Regions from separate parts of the Anas platyrhynchos genome. Here region 1 is linked to region 2. Evidence: chromatin contacts called from public Hi-C data. All regions are on one chromosome and are shown on one strand. The core of a region is the stretch at or near the end of the contact, and the rest is flanking DNA. Distances in the headings are between cores, read along the strand shown.

Region 1 (6,946 bases), core at 511-3,010, 64 kb after region 2:
TTACAGGGGGTGGGCTCCTAACACCCTTTTCTGCCTGAAATACGCAACCAGTTAACGCTCCCACAGAGCTGGCTGCTTCCTCTCCTAACTCCGTTTTTAGCCATGTGTGGGCAAGGCTCCTCATTTTGTCCTGAATACATGCGTTTGCTTTTCTAGCTTCCTTTCTTTCCCAACCCAGTAGAACATGGGCTTGAAACGCCTTGGTAACTTGGTTTTGGCCACGAGCTACTGCGTGGGCATCTGGGGATGCTGGCAAGAACGTCCTTAGCGTTAGGAGGTGGTTTTGCACCGGCTGCTCTGAGGTAAGCTGGGCTTTCAGCTCCTGTCAGTCTGCATCTCTGGATTATTTTTTAGCTGGTGCAGGAGGAGGTCTCTTCCTAGAGGAGCCGAAGCGGGTGCTCCCTGGAATGTGTGTTTAGGAGCAGCATGCCACCGCACAAGCATTACAGGCCAGTTATAGGGTGTATTTCTCAGGCTAACATCATGCCAGATCAGCATCACCAGCCTGGTGGCTCTCTGCATGCTTGTTCTACCTGCGAGGAATGTCTGTCCTTCTTAATTATTCATTAGCTTTAACAAACCTCATCCAGTGAACGCAGTGCTGCTCGGTGCTGGCTGGGAGGGAGAGAAGCCTTGGGCTCAAACTGTGTGTGGGGTCCAGCAGAAAACGGAGCCCAGTTGCATGGGGCTCCTTCAGGGTTCAAGGTGGGCAGCTCCAGTCTGCCTGGCCCAGCTGCAGGCTTTGCAGGCCCTAAAGCTGCTGTCTGGGATGAGTTTGGGGGCGATGCCTTTGAAACACTGCTTTTTGGGGGAGCAGCTGAGCAGGAGCTGTAGGGATTACAGGTAACTGCAGATCCCTGGGGCAGCGCTGCCCGCGGGGCTTGGTGAGCTGGAGGACTCTGCACCATGACAGACATGAAACACCTGAGGATCTCTAAAGCCAAGGCAGAGAGGAATCCCAAACCCCAGCTTGGAGGGTGTCTGCGTTTCCCTGTTTCAATCTGCTGCCCGAGCTCCTTTTGCTGAACTCCTCTGGATCCTGTCCCTGCGGTGACTCCAACCCCCTCACCTCTCGGGTGTTTGATCATCTCTGAATCAAGGGCTTGGGTTTTGTTTTGTTTTTATCTTTTTTTTTTTTTAATTTGAAAGATTGAAGTTTTTTTTAATGTGTCTCCCCGTTGTTTCCTTCCTGCATGTTGATCTCGTACCCGCTGTAGGCATGACGGCTATTCTGATGTCAGCCGCTGGACTCCCCGTGCACCTCACCTGTGTGCCGCAAGCTGCCAGCTCCCATAAAGCCACTAAAAAACACAGCTCAGTTAAGGAGGGGAGGAAAGTGTCCAAGAAAGGTAGTTCCTGCTCAAAATCTGATATTTGCTTCCATCTCCTTCTCTTTATCTCTCTGCACTTGTTCTGCCTCCCTCCTTTCCTCTTGGCTCTCCCCCGTCCCTCTCGGCTCTTCCGACTGACTGGGGGTGTTCGTCCCACGGAGGGAAGAGGCAGGGCATTTCTCTGGCCTGCATGGTCTCTGCCAGGCTGTAAAATAAGATGACAAAGTAGACCCTGTCCTGTGGAAGCTCTGCTTGTTTCCAGCAGTCGCTGGAGCAGCCTGGCTGTTCCCTGTGCATGTCAGATCTCTCTGATCTCCCCGGGGTCCCTCTCAGCTCTCCACGTACCAGGACTTTCCCTGACTCACTGCTGGGATGAGCCTGGGAGCCGAGCAACCCTCAAGGGCAGCATTTATCCATGTGCTGTCTCCAGAAGGGCTGTTGTGAGGCAGAAGGTCTGGCTCGTCACCGCTGAGTCACGAGGTGAGCAGAGGAGGATCTCCCAGGCGAGCAGCCCCTGAGTCACACAGGGCACTCGGGGCCACCCTGGGGTGAGTTTGTCATCCCCACCTGCCTCGGGCAGGAGGGATCAGGCCACCCCAGCTCCCTGCCGGGCACAGCCACCTGCAGGGCAGGACCTTTGTCCCTGCTCCTGGGCAGGAGGAGCCTTGTGGAGGAGAGGAGGCACCTGGATGTCTCGGTTCCTTGGTCTTGCTCCTTGGAGTCAGTGCAGGGAGGAGGCTTTGCAAGGTGCAAAGTCCTCCAGAGGAGGTAGGAAGGGGGAGAGGAGAGCCAGGAATTAAAGAACCAGGAATTCGATGTGCAGGGAGGAGTCTTGTGGAAATGCATCAGGGACAGAGCTGGGGGGAGGAGATGGAAGCAGCAGGAAGGAGGGAGAGCAAGTGTGGAGTAGGATGTGTGAGGAGGGAGGAGAAAGGGTGGTGGGAGAAGCAGCAGCAGGAGGAGGAGCGAGGAGAAAGGAGGTGGAGGAGAAGAACTGAGTGGAGGTGGAGGAAGAGGGGCTGCACGGGGGCTGTACCTTGGGGGCTGGCTGCTGGGGTACCAAAAAAACCCTCTGGTGTCAGTGTGACAGGGTGAGGGCTGTGCAGGTGGACAGCCACATGGGAAGGGAGCTGCTGGAGGTCAGCGCCACAAAGCTGGCAGCATTTATGGCGAGGTGAGGCCACAAAACACGCGGTCCTGGTGTCCCAAAGCCCCCTGCCAGCAGAGGGGGTGTCACAGATGTGCCAGCCCAGCAGCACATCTTCCTGCATGAGATGCGGGCTCCTTGGTGCTTGGCACAGCACCGGGGGCTCTTGCACAGTGCCTGCAGCTTGGCCAGAGGTCAGGCTCGCTCAGAGGCTGCTGAGCTCTGTGTTTGTGCAGCCCAGCACCAGCCCTGGCTGTGGGGCTCACCAAGCAGGAGCCGTGCTGGGTGCCTGCGCCCTGCTGCGGCTCAGCAATGCCACCTGCTGGGGCCGGGAAACCTCAGGGACGGGGAGCAGAAACCCAGGGAGCAGAGAACATGGGCAGGAGGGGCGGTGTGGGTGCTGGGAGCACTGTGTGGCTCCTGCCAGCCAGCAGGATTTGGCCCCCATCCTGCTCAGGATGCCCTGCAGAGGAGGGGCATTGCCAGCTCTGCCACTTCCAGCACTGTGAGGAGAGGGAGCTTTCCTGGTTTAGTTCTTAAATTGTCTTTTAGGAAGCAGGGCTGCTCTTTGGGGCCGGGATGCTGCTCCTGCAGGGTGCTGAGTGCGAGATGCCTGCATGAGGAAGGTCTCGGTGCCATGTGGGATTAAGCTCCATCTGTGCCCTGGCTAAGGAGCTGCAGTGCTGGTGGTGAGCCCGACTTGTGGTCAGCCTGTTCTGACCTTTTTACGCACCCTGGAGCTGTAACAGGCAGAGATGGGGCCCATTGTGCAGCCTGAATTTCTGCATCACCTCTCTTCCAGACTCCCACATCTCTAGGAGCTCAGGCAAGAGCTGCACACCAGCTGCAGGCACGTTCACCCCAAACTTTCCAGCAGTGAGCCTGTGCCTGCGCACCGGTCTGCCCGCGTGTGGGCTGGGGTGGTGTTGATAGAATGGCAGCCAGCTTCCTGAACACATGGGTTATGCTCAACAAAGGCACTAATTAGGGCTCGTTAATGGTGTTGCTGCTCTGGCAGCGATGTCTGGTGTGGGTGAGTGCTGTGCTGTGGGTGTAGGATCCCCCCTGTCCCCACGCTGTCAGTGCTGGCACGTGGCTCCCTGCTCCCTGCGTGTCCTTGTCCTGCAGCCACCGATGGCACATCCAGTGCTGGGCCTCCTGGGGGAGGCAGGCTGCGATAACACAGCTGCTTGTTTGGCTCTCCTGAACTGCTGAAAGGGGAGAAATCTTCCTTTTTTAACACCAAATCTCCCCTTGCCTTTGAGGTTGAGGCCGGTAGGTGGAGCCCTTGCCGGTCCAGGGGACAGAGGGCAGATGTGGTCAGGGCTGGAGCCTGGACAGGCTTTGGTCCTGAGGGATGGTGAGAACAAAGGGCTGGAGGCAGGCGTTCCTGCAGCACACGGGGCCTGCTGGGGAAGTGATGCTGGCTCAGAAGCCTGCTGCTCGTGCCGTGGCTGCATCCCGGCTCCCTGTGCAGCTGGGGGGTGGCTGGCTGGGCATGCTGCTCCTCGGGGTGCAGCTGCATGGGCTGTAAAACTGCTGGAAACCTGGTATCAGCATCAAGCTGCTTCTGTAGGGCCAGCACTCGAGTGACTGCAGCTGGGGATGGGTTTTCCTGGAGCTCCTGGTGTCCCGAAGGTCTGCCTTGCTAATATTTCTGGATTGAGGTGCATCAGTGTTATCCCAACCAAGGGATGGGATCGGGGTGTTTTCTGCCCCCTCATCAGGGATGTGACACCACAAACCCATCAGGCACAGGCCTGATGGCTGAGGACTGTAGGGCTGCCCCAGTTCTGTGCCCATCCCTGTTGGTGAGGGGTTGATGCCGCGTGCTTTGGTTTGGATGAACGTGGCCTGTTTGTTTCTCTGAGCTGCTCTGGAGGAAGGGAATTCAACAGGGAGAGCAGGCGGGCTGGAGGAGGGTCTGGTGGGCAGCAGGAAATCCTCGGGAATGAGGACACGGTGGCTGTGAGAGGTGTTTGGGGAAGTGGAAGGAGCTGTGGGTAGCAGCAAGCCCTGTTCTCACGGCCTCCTCCACAACCAGCAGCACAGAAGCTGAAGCCTCTGCCTGCCCTGTGATGGTGAAGGCTTCTTGTACTTACAAACCAGAGCCTGGCTCCGACCTCCACCCGTGATGTTTGTTACCTGGGGCAGGGACATCGTGGAGAGCTCGGCTGGGAGGCTGCAGGCACAGCCTGAGCTCAGACTGATCACATCCCCATGCAGCTTGTTCCTGCTGCCTCCTCTTCATCCACTGCACCTGAGCAAGGCCCCAGCAGGGAGGATTTGGGGACTTGTCACCTTCAGAAGTGGCGAGGAGAGCAGATGGGGCTCTCCAGGAGGTGCTCGTGAGGAGGCCTTGGAGCAGTTCCTGGCACTGGTGCTCTCCTGGCCTGAGTGCTGGAAAACAAGGGCTTGTCCAGGCTCCTGTTTGTCTCCTGCTCTTGTGGCAGTTCTTGGAAATCTTTTTTCGGGGATCTTGGCACGTCCCTGAGGTGGAAAGCCCTTGTTTCCAAGTTCCCGTGATTGCCTTACTGGTGGCTGTATCCTGTTCCCAGCCTCCTGGCTGAGGGTCTCCAGGACGGTGAGCTCACAGCCCCTGAGACATCACGCAGCTCCTGCCTGGCGCCAGCTCTCGGGGAGCATCCTTTGACGTTGTGGGTTTGTTTTCTTGTGCTGCGTGCTTGGCTGTGCCTCTGTCCTGCTCACACTGCCGGAAACCGAGCGTTTCAGGACGGCCAGGAATCCCCTTCTGCAAACAGCACGTCTTAATGACGCCGTGCTCACTGAGGAGAGTCCAAGGCCCTATTTATCAGGCTTCCTTGGCTAAGTGACTTTCTGCCCACGTTAGCTTTCTGCCTCTCTCCTCTGCTGGTCTGCAGTGAGAAGGTGCCTTCCCTGCTCGCATCTCACCCATCCCTGCAGCTGAGCTGTGCAGGGCTCCTCTGATCCTCCCTGATGCAGGTCTGGGCCATCCAGGTGTGCCTGCAAGAAGCTCCTCTGTCCTCTCCTTCTGCTTCACCACCTTGGCACCATGAGGGGTGGGTATCTGAGAAACATCACCCACCCTTTCCTGCTGCTGGCAGAGGTTGCTTTAATTTTTTGGGAGGCAGGACAGCTCAGGAAGATGGTGTCTGGTCATGCACAGCTCCTTCACCTGCAGAGGCAGCGTTTGTGATCCCTCTGTCTTCCTTGGGGGGAAAAACAAGCTGCCAGGGCGAGCTGTGGGTGTGCAGGCACGTGCACAGGACTGCTGCCCAGCTGTTGCATGTGGGAATGCTGTGCCAGATAAATGCTGTGCCAAATAAAAACTGTGCCAGATGCACTGATGCTGCCTGCCTGTGAGCCTGGCAGCTGTGAGTCCATCTCCGTGCTAAAGCACAGGCACTGGGAGCTGTGTTGGAGAGCAGAGATCCCTAGGGAAATGCTGGAGCACAGCTTCCTTGTGACCCCAGGGAACTGGGCACTGCTGCTTGGGGACGTGCCCAGGTGGCACCACCACCACCCTGCTGCTTCTCCCCACTGTCCCCAGCGGGTCTGGAGCAGAGCAGGCGGCACCAGGAGCCCCCATGGCGAGTGACGGGTCTTCTTGCCTCCTGCCAGGTGGAGCCGTGGCCTCGCTCGTGCACATGCTGCCCTTTGCAGGCTGGTGGAAGAGCCTGGCTGCTGCCGTGATGGGCCTGGGGCCGGGTAAGGAGCTGCAGCCGGGTGCTGTGCGAGGTGCTCGGGCTGCAGTGAAGCCTGGAGGGGAGCTGAGGGGACGGCTGAGCTCTCAGCCCTACCCAGCCCAGGATTTTGTGGTGTTTTAATCCTGTAGTAAGGGATGGGGCATCTGCATGGCATGCTCTGAGAAGAAGAATGCTGCTCCGGGAGCTGGGCTGTGCTCTGGGGGTAGGATCGGGGCTGTACTTAGGGAAATGTGAGAATGTCTGTCCCTTACTGCGAGCAGGGCACCTGTTATAGAGCTGATGTGTTCTGTATCCCCTGTGATCTGTGCTGTGTCTTGCTGGATTTGAGGATGTGAAGGCTCAGGAGGAAAGAGAACCGCCCCTGTCTTGTGTGAGGGGTGCAAGGCTCGTTCTGCTGGACCCAAAATAAGGTTCAATGCTTAGAGTATGGCCAGGTTGTTCCTGATGTGCCAGCTGCAGGGTTTGTCTGTGTCTCACCTGTGGTGTAGGAAGGTCCTGTGCCAGCTGGGTGAGCTGGGAATCTCTCCATTAACATCACAGCATCGTGCTCCTTCCCACTGAGATGTCTGAGCTTGATCACAGCTGCACGAAGCCCTGCTGGGACCTGGCTGGCATCGACTGGGGACACCACAGCAGCTCCAGCTGCCCCCAGGCGTGCAGCACGGGGCACAAACATCCCCTCTGTGGGGCATTCCCTGCCCTCCTGCAGGGATCCTGGGGGCGAGCAGGGGCTCATCCTGCTGGGCTCTCCTGTCTGAGTGCTTGCACTGCTTGCAGGC
Region 2 (7,124 bases), core at 3,350-5,849:
GTCCTGAGCTGGATTTTCCTGGGATGCCCCGAGGAAGGTGGCAGGGAGGAGCTGTGGGGACAGGCTCGAGGACACAGCCCGTGGTCCTCACCATCCCAGGGGACACCAGCCCCGTAGCCTGGCCAGAAGCCCCCTTCCTTCGCCCTCCTGCCCTGTCCTTGTCCCCCTGCCTCCCCGGGGCCCAGCACCGCGTGGTCCTGCCTCGTCCCTCAGTGATGCCAACGTCTCCTTTTCCATTTCATCCCAAGGTTCCTCTCGGAGAGCATCGCCGCGGGCCTGGCTCCCAGGGTAACCTCCCCCCTTCCTCCTCCTCCTCCTCCTCCTCCTCCTCCTCTTCCTCCCGGACCTCTCCGTGTCTCCCCGGCTGTGTCTCTCTTCGGTCCCACTAACACCGCTCACCACAACGTGGGCTGCGAGAAGGGGACAAGGGGCTGCCTTGGCCCCCCTCCAGCCTCCTCAGGGACCCGCAGGGCTCCGGGCTCAGCGTCCTGCACCAGCTCCAGACGTCTCTGCCCCCGGTCCCCCCCTCCCCGCTGTCCCCCTGCTCCCCACGTCCCCGTAGGAGCCGGGGAGGGTCGGACCGCGGGCAGCCCGGCGCTCGTCTCCCGCTAATCCCTAACGTCTCTTTTTCAGCAGCTTTCAATCTTTGGTGGCTGGGGAAACACAAAAGCCACATTAACCTGCTCACTTTCTGTCCTCGCCGCTGCCTAATCCAGGACTAACAGCCTGGGGGGGGGACCCGGGGAGGAGGAAGGGGCCGAGGGGGGGCCGGATCCTGACATCCCCAAGCCTGGGGATGCGTGGGGCCGGTGCTTGGGCCCGTGCCCCCCTCCCTCCTCTTCCCCAACCTTCAGCAAGGCCCTGACTCGGTTTCCCTTTTCCCTCCGCAGCGCTCGCAAGCGTCCCATCCCCTACTACCGCCCCAGCCCCTCGTCCTCCAGCTCGCTGAGCACCTACTCGTACAGCCGCAGCCGGAGCCGCAGCTATGACAGCTACAGCACCAGCCGCAGCCGCAGCCGGACTCGCAGCCCCCCCAGCCGCTCGCGAAGCCCCAGCCGCAGCCCCAGCTACAACAGCCGCAGCAGCTCGGAGAGCGCCGGCTTCTGAGCCCCGCAGCCCCCCCACCCCAACCCCGGGAGAACCCCCCCAGGAGGTGGAAAACCCCCTGGGGGGGAGCTGCAAAGGATGGACCCGGTGGTGTGGGGGGAAAGTTGGGGGGCGGATGGAAACCTTGCGGGGCAGTGGGCGCCCCTCAGTCCCCCCGGGTATTTTGGGGGTCGGGAGAGGGGAGGGGGGGGGATGGCTTCTTATTTTTGCAAACGCCAGGGTGGGGTGGGACGGGGTGGGCAAGCACAGAGCGAGGGAACAAATTGCTTGGCAGAGACCTTGGACCGAGCCGGCGGGGCCCCCAGCGCGGTGCGCTCCCCCCGGCGGTGCTTCTTTTGGCTCGGTTGGACTTTTCTAGCACGCCCAAAATCAGCGTGTTTCTGCTGCCGACACCGGGGCGGGGAAGAGGACACCCCCGGGGACAGAGGTGACACCTCTCGGGGGGGGTCCTGGCAGCCCCGACACCCGCGGAGCCGCAGACGAACAAAGCGAGGAGCAGCCCGGTGTCACCCGTCTGGTCCCACGTGGGGCTGGGGTCCCCCTGCCTTGGTGCTGTGCGCCCCCTGCCCCTGCAGAACAAATGCTGCCAGGTCCCCTGGGTGTCCTCGTGAGGGGGAGCTGACAAATTTGGGGTGAGGTTGTGCTTTGGGATGCGCCCCACAGCGCTTGTGGGGTGCCCTTTGGGGTGCTCCCCGCCTTTCCCTTGCTTTGGACGCCTCTGGGCTCGTGCGCGGAGCCGCGTGGTGCATGGAGAGGCTCCTCCGAGCGCCGGAGCAGGGGGACCCCCGGCAGGGCACGAGGGGACAGGGCTGACCCCGAGACCCCCCCTGGCTACCTCCTCACCTCGGTTTGCCACCCACTTCCCGATCCTAATTGCTTCCCCGTGCCACTTCCCCGAAGAAACGCGGCCCCGAGTGAAGGCTTTGACTCCTCTTCTGGAAGATGCTGCCACTGGTGCCCTGGCTGTGGCAGCCGGGGTTTTGCTGTGCCTCGGGGCCCAGCGGGCAGGATCCGGCCCCCCCCCGCTCCCCTTCGGCCTCCCCCCGAGCATCCCTGCGCCCCTCCAGCAGCTTTTCTAAATTTCATTTTAAAAAGAGAGGCGGGGAGGGGGGGATGACAAGCACGGGCCGGCCGGGTGCTTTGCTGACAGCCCCGGTTCTGCACCATTTTGCTGATTTCCCAAAAAAAAGAAAAAGCCCTTCCTGGCTGCGGGGGCTGCTCCCCAAACCCCGCTGCGTGCTGGCCCCGGGGCGCTTTGCATTTAATCCTTGTTGGCCACGCGTTTTCCGCCTGGCTGGAGGAGGACGAAGCAGCTGAGCCTCCCGGGGTGGGGAGAGCAGCTGCCGGGATTAACGCGCGGCCCCGCGGGGAGAGCCGGGCTTTGTGCGGCCCTTGGACACCCGCCTGCAGCCAGCCCGGGGGCACTGGGGGCACTGGAGGGACTGGGATGCTGTTTGGACGCCAGCCCAGGTGGTGACGTGGTGGTAGAGCTGGTGAATGGGTCTCCGGAGGGCTGCGGGTGGGCACCTCGTGCTGGGTGCTGCTCCCACCTGCCAGCACCGGGGAGAAGAGCGGGGTGGGTGCTGTGTGCGTGACCCCCCCCGTGCTGCCACCAAGCCAGCAGGACCCCTTGGAGCAGCGTCCCCAGGAGCTGGCCGTGCCCCCACCCAAGCCCCTTGGTTCCCCAGCCCTCCCAGCAGAGCCTGAGCTGGGAAGGAGGCCGATTGCCCAGAAAAGGAAATCAGAAAGAAATCGGCTTTCCTGGGGATGGAGGAGAAACACCTGCAGCTCCCCACGGCTCGGGGCAGGCGGCGGGGTCTGGGTGTGCCCATGGTAGGAAAAAATGGAGATCCTGGACCCCGAGCTGGGACACGAAGGGCGTGAAGTCCCTGCAGCCCCCCTGCCACCCCCGCAACTGCGATCCCCCCCAAAACCATCCCTCTTTCCTCTGGCCACGGCACCCAGCCCTGCACCCCCGCATCCCCCCAGCATCGCCCCACTGCTGCACGGGGACGCTCGGAGGCATCCCCCAGCCCTGTCCCCGTCCCCACCCCAGCGGCCACGGCTCCCGAAAGCGACAGAGCCCCGACTGCAGCGACGGCGCGGACAAGACAGCACATCAGGGAAAATTTCCAGTCTTCCTCTTTTACAGTCTCTGTCTCCTGCCGTGGAGGGAGCTCACTGGAACAAATACTCTGTAGAAATACTTCAGTATTTTCCTCTCTCGCGCGCGCTCTCTCTCTTTTTTTTTTTTTTTTTTTTTTTTTTTTTTTTTTTTCCTGGGTTGTGAGTACAGCTGTAGATTCAGTGAGCTGGTTCAACTACAATAAATATACAGTATATATTGTAAATGGCGCTGCGGGGCACGGAGCGGTTTCTTTGCGGGGTTAATTCTGCTCCTTCCCTGCAGGCTCAGCCCCTTCTGTCCCCGGGACCCCCCCAGCTCTCCTCCCCTGCCCCCTGCCTCCTGTCCCATCGGTTTCTGGCTCCTGGTGAGGGTGGCACCGGCTGCACCCGATGTCCCAGAGCATCACGGCGGGGGAAACCTCTGGGGGGATCCCTGATGCTGGGGAAAATTCGCATTTCCTCGCAGCCTCCGTGCAGCTCGGGGGCTTGGGCTCACACCGTTCCCTGCGCCGAGTGCGTCAGGTCTCAGCTACAAACGTCTCCTGGCCACGCTGGGGTCTTAAAAACCCAGCCCCAGCACTGCCAGGGATGGGCAGAGCCTGAGCAAGGAGGGGCATCCCCCGGGGGGCTCAGTGCCCCCAGACTGTCTGACTTAGGTGCCGGGGCCCCAGTGGGGTTGAGGGGCTGGAAACTGGCCCCAAACGGGCACCAAGGGATCCCAGAGGGGTGTGTTTGGACATGAGGGCAAGGGACTAAGGGAAGGAGCCGTCCTTCCCCTGCCCCGAGAGGGTGCTGCCCCCACCAGCCCCTCTCCAACCCATCAGCCCCATCAAGCCCTACTGGCCCCACTGGGCCCCAGAAAGCCCAATCAACTCCATCAGTCTCTATTGGTGTTATTGGACCCTGCTGCCTCCATCAGTCCCCACTGCCCCCATTGGCCCCATCAGCCCCTATCAGCCCCATCAAGCCCTACTGGCCCCACTGGGCCCCAGTGAGCCCCATCAGCCCCTATGGCCCCATCAACCCCTACCAACCCCATGGCCCCCGTTGGCCTCGATCAGCCCCATGGGGCCCCACTGACCCCCACCAAGCCCTACACCCCCCCTTATATCCCCACTGACCCCCATGGCCCCCACTGCTCGGGGTTTGGACAACCTCACCCCAACCCGGCCAAGCCCCGGCGGCCACCTGGGGGTCACAGAGCTGGGGGGGGGGCTCCAGAAGCTTCTGGCATGGGCTGGGTGACGCAGTGGGCACAGGACCGAGCACGGGCTCCTCCACTGACTCATCCCCCCCGCTGTGCTGGCCCCCCCAGCACCCTCCCCACGCCGGCGCAGACGGCCCCGGAGCTGCGCAGGGCAGGGATTGTTTTACGGGAAAGGGCTGGGAGCGCTCCAGGGACCATCCATCACCCGCCAAGCAGCCGAGCCCCCGCCGCGGGGGTGTGCGGCCGGGGGGCTCCCAACACGGCTGCGCACGGCCTGGGAAAGCTTCTGGTCCCTTCCCGGGCCCTGCTGCGATTTCCATTAATAGCCAGCTGAGCCTCCCGGCTAAAAATAACCAGCGGGACGGCTTCATAAGGCCCCGCGCCGCCGGCCCCCTCCCAGCACCACGGCCCCCGCGCATCATGGCTGAGCGCCGCGTGCCCTTCACCTTCCTCAGCAGCCCCAGCTGGGAGCCCTTCCGCGACTGGTACCACGGCAGCCGCCTCTTCGACCAGTCCTTCGGGATGCCCCACATCCCCGAGGATTGGTACAAGTGGCCGAGCGGCAGCGCCTGGCCCGGGTATTTCCGTCTGCTGCCCGGGGAAAGCGCCTTGGTGCCGGCGCCGGGCTCGCCCTACGGCCGGGCGCTGAGCCGCCAGCTCAGCAGCGGCATCTCCGAAATCCGCCAAAGCGCCGACAGCTGGAAGGTCACCCTGGATGTCAACCACTTCGCCCCCGAGGAGCTGGTGGTCAAGACCAAGGACAACATCGTGGAGATCACCGGTGGGTCCGCGGGGTGGTGGGGTGCTGGGTGGTGGGGCCGCGGGTGGGGGATGAGGGGTGCACCGGGGCTCTCCCCGTTCACTGGGGGTGCTGGTGGTGGGTGTGCAGGTGTCTGGGTGCTTGCTGGGGAGGGAGGGCAAGGCAGAGTGAAAAAAAGGGGAAAAAAAGGAAGAAAAGGGGAAAGGGAAGAAGAAGGGGAGGATGAAATTAAAGGAAAAGGGAAAGGAAAAGAGAAAGGGAAATGGAGAGGGAAAGGGGAAGGGAGAAGAGAAGGGAGAGGGGAAGGGGAAGGGGAAGGGAAAGGGAGAGGAGAAAGGAGAGGGGAAGGGAAAGGGAGAGGGGAAGGGTAAAAAGAAAGGGAAAGGGAAAGGGAAAGGGAAAGGGAAAGGGAAAGGGAAAGGGAACATGGAAAGGGAAGATGGAAAGAGGGAAAGGAAAGAGGAGGAGAAAGGACAAGGCAAAGGGGAAATGAGAAAACAGCCGAGGAGAAGAAGGACTAGCACTACAAGAGCATTCTTGCAGGGTGCAGACCCCCCAGGGGGGCACAGGTGGCTGTGACGAGCCCCACGGCATCCCGAGCATCCCCGGAGCGCCGCGGGTGCCTGGGCGAGGGGCGTGGTGACAAAACGCAGGCCCCCGCGGCACGGAGCCAGCAGCGTGCGCAGAGTGCTGGGGAGCCAAAACAAAGGCGTTGGGCACGGGTCGGGGCCGTCACCGCAAGCAATTCGCTGCCCTGGGGGTTGGGGGATGCTCCTGGAGGGGCCCAAATCCCTCCTGTGGGTCAGCGCGGCTCCGGGGTGCTGGTAGGGCACAGGGATGTGGGATGGGCAGGATCGGGCTCTTCCCTGCTGGGCGCTGACCTCCGCTGGGTTTCTCTCTTCCAGGCAAGCACGAGGAGAAACAGGATGAGCACGGCTTCATCTCCCGGTGCTTCACCCGAAAATACACGTAAGTACCAGGGCGGGGAGGAGATGGAGGCCCAGGACCCCCCCGGCACCCTGGGGACCTCCTCCCACCGTCCACCCTGGCCCGCACACAGCGGGGTCGCCACCAGCCCATATGGGGAGGGCGATGTCCATGGCCTCAGGGCCGTTCCCAAGCTCTCCCCCTCTCCCCCGCAGCCTCCCCCCCGGCGTGGAGGCCACGGCCGTGCGCTCCTCGCTGTCACCCGACGGGATGCTGACGGTGGAGGCGCCCCTGCCCAAGCCGGCCATCCAGTCGGCCGAAATCACCATCCCCGTCACCGTGGAGAGCCAGGGCAAGAAAGACGAGCCGGCCAAGAAGTAGGAGGCACCGAGGAGGAGGAAGAAGAGGAAGAGGAGGAGGAGGAGGAGCCCCCGCCGCTGCCCCCGTGGAGTGCACCCTCATGCCTTGCCCCCCCCCCCCCCCCCCCCAGCCCCCTTTGTATTTTTTATTTTGTACTCGCCCGGTCACCCCAGTGCCTTGAGTAGATGGGAAGGAGCAGGTGGTGTCAGTGGGAATAAAAAGTGGTGAAAGAAACCTGCCCCGTGCCCGCTGTCTGCCGGCCAGAGCCCCCCAGCCCAGCCCTCCTCACCCCGGCCTCCAGCACCCGGGGTCTCCACCTCCTGGGTCTCCAAACCCCGGGTCTCCATGTCCTTGGTCCCACATCGCGGGTCCCCAGCAGCCCAGGCTCAGCACCACGGGGCTCTGTACCCCGGGCTCTGACATCTCAGGTCTCCAAAACCCTCAGCATCACACCTCCCACACCTCAGATCTCAATTTCCCGGACCTCCGATGTCCCTCGTGGCTCTGACATCCTGGGGCTCCAAAATTCGGGGTCCCCACAGCCCAGTCTCCTCCATCCCAGGTCACCACAACCCCACACCTGGCACCCCCGGGCTCCCAAATTCCAGGTCTCAGCACCCCACAGGTCACCCACAC

The links. A called contact is a pair of places that touch in the nucleus more often than the background predicts.
Region 1: a Hi-C map of liver shows a contact between it and region 2, with 2.6 times the contacts expected there. The contact joins the enhancer-like site here to the promoter of HSPB1 in region 2. A contact is called at or near these places in 3 of 8 Hi-C or Micro-C datasets (liver and skeletal muscle).

What each region holds. Positions count from the first base shown.
Region 1 is chr20:6,864,636-6,871,581 of IASCAAS_PekinDuck_T2T, forward strand. All of the region lies in intron 4 of DTX2 (deltex E3 ubiquitin ligase 2), which reads left to right. Among named protein-coding and RNA genes, the nearest start is that of DTX2, 20 kb to the left of the region's middle. Within about 2 kb of position 1,761, at least 4 of the 8 cell types and tissues checked have an H3K27ac peak or open chromatin away from gene starts, as enhancers often do.
Region 2 is chr20:6,798,088-6,805,211 of IASCAAS_PekinDuck_T2T, forward strand. It overlaps HSPB1 (heat shock protein family B (small) member 1), which reads left to right and starts at 4,600. Exons shown (of 3, transcript XM_027471928.3): 1 at 4,600-5,222; 2 at 6,107-6,170; 3 at 6,344-6,722. The coding sequence starts at 4,862. The coding sequence ends at 6,509. SRRM3 (serine/arginine repetitive matrix 3) reads left to right here. Exons shown (of 15, transcript XM_072026101.1): 15 at 891-3,464. The coding sequence ends at 1,107.